Linked DNA regions of Triticum aestivum: region 1 is linked to region 2. The links are chromatin contacts, called in public Hi-C maps. All regions are on one chromosome and are shown on one strand. The core of a region is the stretch at or near the end of the contact, and the rest is flanking DNA. Distances in the headings are between cores, read along the strand shown.

Evidence for each region. Hi-C and Micro-C count contacts between places; a contact is called where the count stands out from the background.
Region 1: a Hi-C map of leaf shows a contact between it and region 2, with 4 times the contacts expected there. The contact joins the promoter of LOC123084801 here to the promoter of LOC123084800 in region 2. A contact is called at or near these places in 3 of 5 Hi-C or Micro-C datasets (all in leaf).

What each region holds. Positions count from the first base shown.
Region 1 is chr4A:13,946,015-13,950,062 of IWGSC CS RefSeq v2.1, reverse strand. LOC123084801 (fatty acyl-CoA reductase 2, chloroplastic) reads left to right here and starts at 2,677. Exons shown (of 9, transcript XM_044506313.1): 1 at 2,677-3,346; 2 at 3,440-3,543; 3 at 3,629-3,828; 4 at 3,941-4,041. The coding sequence starts at 2,986.
Region 2 is chr4A:13,688,928-13,692,870 of IWGSC CS RefSeq v2.1, reverse strand. It overlaps LOC123084800 (F-box/kelch-repeat protein At1g55270), which reads left to right and starts at 1,858. Exons shown (of 2, transcript XM_044506312.1): 1 at 1,858-2,209. The coding sequence starts at 2,207.

The DNA of each region.
Region 1 (4,048 bases), core at 1,428-3,927, 260 kb before region 2:
AGCTCCTCGCATGTCCAAACTTAAAAAAATGCACAGAGTTCACGCAGAGGAGCATCTTGCATCACAAAAAACTTGGATTTTTTGAATGTTTTTCTATTTTATTTCAGTTTACTGTTTACCAGTTGCATCTGAGCTCGGGTTCCGGATTGAATATCAATTATTTGTTCTATTCTCACGCTTGTTCTCTTGGAGCTCTAGAAACATAGGAATGACATAGTCTCTAATCGTGCTTCGCCATTAGAGGTGATGGTTATTAGCAAGGTGGTTCAAGATAGTAGAACGTGGCATCACGCATGAATTTTTCGGAGACTACGAGCCCTTCACCAGGGTGTCAAATGAGTGGAGCATTCCAGTATAATTAATTTCCTTTAGGGAGGTTGGTTCAAGTATTGAGTGCATTGAGTTGATGTACTAAACATGTCAATGAGGCTAGCTTTCTAAGAATTTCCCATTCTAATATATGATGCGGCATGTTTCTGTGTATTCTAGAAAAGCAATGACACCGACGTAATTTAAAGAGTCAATCCGTTATTGATGATGATAGTGACTTATACCATCAGATTAGTTGTTTTGATGTAATATTGTCATCTCACTTTATTTTCAATTAAAACCTACTGGAAACCACATTAAGCCATGCCATCATTTAAACTAGAACCTTACAATAAACACAACCGTGTCACCATGAACATCCATGAAAATACTAACTGTCAAAAGGCAAATTAGTTGACTCGAATCTCCACAGCTGCAAAGGACTAATAGCGACTTCAAAAAATAAAGTTTGTGATGGTTGTCATGCACATCTCCGTATAAGGCGATGGTTGTCGGCTTGGCGCACCAAGAGGCGCCTTTGCTCCCTTCTTGCTTTTGGCGCCTCATCCTCCTCGTGCTAGCTGCGGAAACAGGCCAAGACAACAGAGCAACAAAGCTCTTGAGCCCCGAGAATCTCCTCCTATTCTACTAGGAGGTAGACATGTTTCATTGCCCATGATAAATATGCTCCACGGGTTATTGCCCATATGCATCCGAGTTGCCATGTTTGCCGACAATGTATGACCACTTTGGAGTTCACCTCCGGCGACAAATGGCACCATTAGGGATATAGCCAACCCAAGGGGTCAGTGTGGACCAACACTGCAAATACTAATATAAATTTAAAAAAAATATGTGTCATATATAGGCTTCGAGAAATTTCTAGGATGATCCATGGACCACCTTGTTCATCCCCTAGCTACACCCATGTGCACTATAACTTTCTGCATTATGCTCCATCTCAATGCATGTATCTTTGACCTAAAAGGGTATGCTCCATCTCGATGCATGTATCTTTGCCCTAAAAGCATGTTTACTTAGTCTGATACATTTGACCATTCTTAAAAGGCATTTCTTGGTCTCCATTAGCTAGTGGAATCCTCTGCACCAATAACATGTCGCAAACTTCGTAGGTACAGCTACACATGAATGGGGTGCATTCATACACTAGATTATTTTCTGCCATTTTGTATTTAACCTAATTGGCGTAGAAATTTCCCATGTGATCGCTTCTTCTGTCTCTCATGTTTTTCATCGCCTATTCCAAGGCTAGGCTCTATCTCTCTCGTTTTTCACTGCCTATTCCAAGGCTAGGCTAAATTTCAAATAATGTTTGAACAAGTTTAGTTTGTGCTATTGTCTAGAAAAAAATCAAATTACTTTTCTTAGGAAGGGGTTTAAATATTTTCCCATGAATCTTCCATTAGTTCAGACATTTCTTCAAAGAATACATAATTTTATTCAAGCTTTCCTATTATTGAATACAATTTTAATTATTTTAATAAACACAAAATTTCTCATATATTTCCATTTTTTAGTTTTGTTTCATGAAATTTACGAAACTTCTTTTAAAAATCGGTTATTTAATCAGATGCCGATCAACTTCATAAAAATTCACGCAATTCTAAATATTTCTTTTGACTGTAATAATATTTCACGAGAATGTGCATGACATCGGAGAATGGTAAACCTTATTGAAGGTTCAAGTGGTATTTTTTCCGATAAAGGGTTCAAGTGGTATTGGTTTGTTGGAAACTTGGAATCACCCATAACTATCTATGAAGATAATGTTGCTTGTATTGCTGAAATGCAAACAAGTTACATAAAGAACAATATTTAAGAACACAATGTTCCTAAATTATTTACCACGGTGAGTTACAAAAAGAAAAAACATGGAAAGATTTTGCAAACCAAGTCCCCCCATAATCTCGCCGCTTTATAACACTTTCATGATCCCACACCATATTCTTAATATTGCACCATTTTTCCCTTATAGGTTTTACCCAAATGGTTTCAAATAAAAACACCCACACATGTCACTTCAGTTCCTCCTTGGTTTTCCCGATGTGTTTCTAACGGCATTGGCATGTACGTTGATGGGGCCGGACGAGGTTGACGCCATTTCATTTTCTCCTTAAGTGGCCCATTCATTCCGCCGGCAACAGGCTACAGTAGCTCGGGCTGCACTTATTTGCACGGATGCTACGCTACAGTAGGTTTTCCAAGAAGAGCATGCGCGCACGAACTTTGCATGCGCGCCCTGCCCTGCCCTGCCCAAGGCGAGCGCGCACGAGTTAGGCAAAAGACCTCGGGGGCCAGACTCTTTCCGTGTTCTTCCCACGGCACGGCGGTATAAATTGCCGGCGCGCCATATTTGTCTGCCCGGCCGGCGGCAAAAAAGATCATTTCGGTCGATAGCTAGCCCCCTGCTCGAGCCCCATGCATGCAACTTCTTCGCAGCCTCCCTCCACCCCGGCCCCTGCCGATCAGCTCCACCATCACAGAGCCTTGTAGGTGACTTACTCGCCTGGTGATTAGCAGGCAGGAAGTAGCTGGTTTCTAACCCGGCGCACCGGCCACCTACTCGCCATCTCCTCCGGCTCTACACCGCGGCAGCGGCATCGATCGATTTACCCTCTGCGCGTACCTAGCCCGTACCTGACCCTCCTTGGCGCCATGGGGAGCTCGTGCGTGAACCTCTCCCGCGCCGTCGCGGCCGCGAGGCGCCCGGGCTTCGCCACCGCCGGTGGCGCCGGCGGCCACGGGAGGAGCGTGGTTGCATTGTCGTCGTCGTCGTCGTCGAGGAGGCGCACCGCGGCTGACGGTGGCGTGTCGTGCGGCATCGCCAACGGGTACCTGGGCGGCTCCTCGGGCGGGTCGCGGCCGCCTTCCTTGCCGGTGCACGGCAAGAGCTCCGGGCCCGGTTCGGCGCGGGAGGCGGGTGGTGATCACGATCGCGCTGACGGGCTCGGGATCCAGGAGTTCCTTGGCGGCAAGAACTTCCTCATCACCGGCGGGACCGGCTTCCTAGCAAAAGGTACGTTTATGTCGCCACCTTCATAGTTTTCTCTGCCTCCACCTGATTTTTCGTGCTCGATTTCGTTTCGAATTTATTTATCTGCCGTGTCAGTTCTGATCGAGAAAATCTTGAGGACGAACCCTGACGTGGGCAAGATGTACGTGCTGATCAAGGCCAAGGACAGCGAGACGGCACTGCAGAGACTGCAAAATGAGGTACGATGACTAGAATACCCTAACCCTACCAGTTCTTGTTCTTCATCCAAACGATGATATTCTTTTCCATTTTTCATTCATGCAGGTGGTAGACACGGAGCTGTTCAAGCGCCTGCAGGAGATCCACGGGGACGACTACCACGGATTCATAACCAGGAAGCTTGTCCCCGTAGTTGGCGACGTCCGGGAGGCCAACATCGGCATTGCCCCCGAGCTGGCCGATGAGATCGCGGAGCGGGTGGACATCATCGTCAACTCCGCCGCCAACACCACCTTCGACGAGAGGTTCGTCCTTCTATAATACGTCTACTTGTCTTCTAGCTAGCTGTTTGCACTGCTCCAAGATTCAGTGACTCCATCGTGACCAAAAGAAATTTACATCTGAATATTCAACCAGGTATGATGTTGCCATGGACATCAACACCGTGGGGCCGTTCCGGATAATGAGCTTCGCGCATCGGTTTCGAAGGCTGAAGCTCTTCCTGCAAGTGTCGACAGGTCAGGC
Region 2 (3,943 bases), core at 609-3,108:
GGTGTGTTGGGGACACAAGAGACTTTTTGTTATTTGGTTGCAGGGTTGCTTGAGAGAGACCATCTTCATCCTACGCCTCCTATGGATTGATAAACCTTAGGTCATTCACTTGAGGAAAATTTGCTACTGTCCTATAAACCTCTGCACTTGGAGGCCCAACAACGTCTACAAGAAGAAGGTTGTGTAGTAGACATCACCCGTGTCTACCCCTGACAGGTCTCGACACTTTCAGGACTCCTAGTGCCGTGGAAAAAAAATCATATTAAATCCTGATGATTTTTTGACATATGTAGATATTGATTTTCTAAGAAGTCAAAAACATGCAAAAAATAAGGACCACTCTGGGCACTTAATTAGTAAATTAGTCCGGAAAAATAATATAAAATGTTATAAAAATATTCAAAAGTGATAATATAATAACATAAAACAATCAAAAAATATATATATATATGCTTGGGACGTATCAGCAAGTGTTTCTTCTTTCGTCCTTCTAACATGTACAAAAATGGAACCATAAAGCCTCACAAGATACACATGACCATAGTGTGCAAACAACATCACAAAAGACTGTCAAGAACCTAGCGTTGAAGGCCAATGACCGACAGACGTGTTTGAAGAAGATACTGGTGCTGCATCAGTACCACATCAGCAACGTCGAGGACAGTGGCGGAGCTATGTGTGCTCCTGGGGGTGCTGTGCCCCCCTCAGCCTAAGCAAAAAGTGTGAAGGAATTTTTTTAGAGGGTTTAGATGAGTATAAATTTAGTATTTGGCCCCCTCAGGTCTGCCAGTTTTACCATTTGCCCCCCTAGACTTTCTTCCTAGCTCCGCCAGTCGTCGAGGACAAGAAGGAGGGGGAACTAGTCACTTGCAAGATCTTCTACAGGATGGTGGAGTCCATGAAAGGTCAATAAGAAAGCATTAGTATAATGTGTAAATATATGCTACCTTTATAATCCATATAGTTGCCCTACACAAAAATCTACCCGATGTACCCGAAATTGAATCGACATCCTTGCTCGAAACAACGCTCTACAAAGGACCTGCCTGGGCTCTGCGGCCCCGTCCCTACACAAGAAATATCCAAAGCAATAGCACGGTGCCCAGGACGCACCTCCAGGCAAACCATTCTCTGGCTCCTAAGCCGTTGCTCCGAGGACCGACCATGACTGCATCGGCCCAATGGGTCACATTATCCTTCTTTCTCAGCTATATTTGGTTTTGCGTCATGGGCGTAATGGTTCATCTAGTAGCGAACAGAGAAAACAAAGGAGCAAGGAGAGTAGCGACAAGCTAGGTCGAGGTGAAGGGTGTTGTGGTATTTTGAGCATAAAATGGATCCCGAATCAGGAAAAGGGTGGCGGGTATCACTTAATTAGAATCTTTTTTGAACACAATATAGAGATAGACATTCATACATACACGTATACATACACCCCTATGAACGCATGCATGCATACTCCTATCTTTATGAACACCTCCGAGAGACTGAACCGACAAAATATTTTGATATCTTCGAAGTCATCACAGACGCCTTCATAGTCGACGGAAACGTCTCCTCCCACCGAACAAACATCGCCAGAAGCGTGAAATGGGGTTCAGAAATAATCTAGCCAAAAGTTTCGACTTCTTTTTGGTTACCGCTTATTTCCCCTGGTAGAAGCTCAAACAATTTGATTTTCTTTGACCTTTTGTCTACTTCTTCTGTTTGACTAATCACACATAGCAGCTAGTACAAGTCAACACAGCATAGATCTCATCTAGAAAAACACACAGCATAAATCTAGTGTTAAAAAACCGTAAACTAAATCTAAAGTGTGATATTGTTCGTGGGGGGAGCTAATTTATTCTCTCGATCAGTTGGGAGCCGCTGACCATCTCCGGAAAAAACATGTGTCAGCGCCAACACTAGCCCCCGGTAGAACTTGGGAGCTTGCCCTGTCCGAGCGCCTCCCCGTGTGGCCGCGCCTTCTCCCGGTCGGCGACGCCTCCCTGCTTCCCCTCTAGCTCCGCGTCCCTCAGCCGACTCTCCAGCGACGGCCACCTCCCTCCGACGACGACGCCCGGCCACCCCGTCCTCCCTCAGGACCAGATCCACGGTCAACGCGGCTTCCTTGCGCGTTCCCACGGCCCCCGGCAGATCTACGCGGGCGGCGGCCCTCTCTGTCGGTGGCTGCCCCCCCGCTACCCGACGGCCCTCCTTAGCCATGGTGAGCTCCTTGTCCTCTCTTTCTTACCATGGCCGCTGAATTTGGGCAGCAACTGGGTTGGTTACTACGCCAAAGTGGGAGTAAAATCCCCCTTTGAACGCTAGGTTTTGCTGTAGGATGAAGAACTTGGTAGATTTGAGATTGTGACTCCGCTTTTGAACGCTTGCTTTCATATTATCACAATGCTTATGGGTTATGGCAAGCCATCATATGGAAAATGTAAGGTGCATTTTCCACGTTTCCAGCTTTAGCGATCTTGTGTAAGGTGCATTTTCTATGTTTCCAGCTCTTGTTATTTCGGTTTGGCACAAACATTTACAGAATAAGATTAGATGTTACATATACTAGTGTATAAGACTATGCCCCTGTGTCCAATGGCGGAGGACGATATTTTATTTTTGAGGTGGGGCGGACTCTAAAACAAAAAAAATCGATGCAGATTCAAAGTAGTCTCCATACACACTAACAGTGCCTACACTAATCCCTAAATTGTTTTGTGGAACATGCGATTCACAACATTAAAATGCCACCAATCACTACACTGCAGACTGCAAGCTATTTTGAAATGCTACTAAAATTCAGAAAAATATAACTCTGCCCCTTTGCTTCTGCTAGCCGCTTCCCCTTTGGTTCGTGGCGTGAGTTGCTTTCTGGGGCTGGCTTTTTTTTTTTGAGGGGCTGGCTGCCTGGCTCAATCGGTTCGTGGCGCACTGGCCTGGTGCGGCACTGGTGGTTGGGCAGTGGGGCTGACCAGTGTGCGTCGCTGGGTGCTGGCTAAGGCCCAAGTAGCTGGCTGCATGGCCCAATTAGACAAAATGACTAGTGCTTTGATGTTTTCTAGTGCTCTTTTCCATCGAACGTTAGCTAGCCAGCCACAACAAACCATGTATCACTCGGTCTAGGCTGAGTAATGCGTTTCCTAAGGAGAATGTTGTAGTAGCCGACCGGCTAGGGTTTGATCGTTCATGCCATGTTTGTTCGTTCAGGAGATTGGAGGCTGCGCTAGAGTGACGAGGGTGTGAGTTGGCATTGGGTTGGGAGAGAAGAGGTCCACTGGGTTTTATAACCAAGCAAACCTCTTTTGTTCAGTTTGAGTTAAGTTGGATATGTAAGTATTGGTTCCCACAGAATTGAAGACCACAAAGAAGATCTGCACTTGTAATTTGCTTCAAAACCATTAAATGGTAATACCACAATAGACACTCAAAAGATGATTGACGAATCAAATAATTAATAGCTTAATGATTTGAATGAAAGCAATGGTTCACACAGAATTCAAGACACCCCCAAAGTTGTAGTATCAATGTAGGAGCTATGGTTTTTAATTTGTTTACAAACCTGTTTACATTCATTAGATGTTAATACCGTAATAGATACTTGAAAGAAGATAAATATATTATATCAGATTAGGAGGTTAACAGCAGAAAGCAGAAGTCCTCACACCTTTGCAAAGCGCTTTGGTTTTAAGGGGAGGTAATGACCCTCGCATGTGCTCTCCAGCCGGGATTCCTCGGTAAGGATCGTTCTCTGGGTCACATGGCAGGGCACTGTATTCTATTCGGTTCAGTATGAGTAATGTGTTTCGGAAGGAGAACACTGTAGTAGCCGACCGACTAGGGATAGTTCATGCCATGTTTGTTTGTTCAGGAGTTCGGAGGCTGCGCTTGATTGATGAGGGTTTGAGTTCGCATTGGGTTAGGAGAGTGGGGGGGGGGGGGTACATTGTTTTTTTTA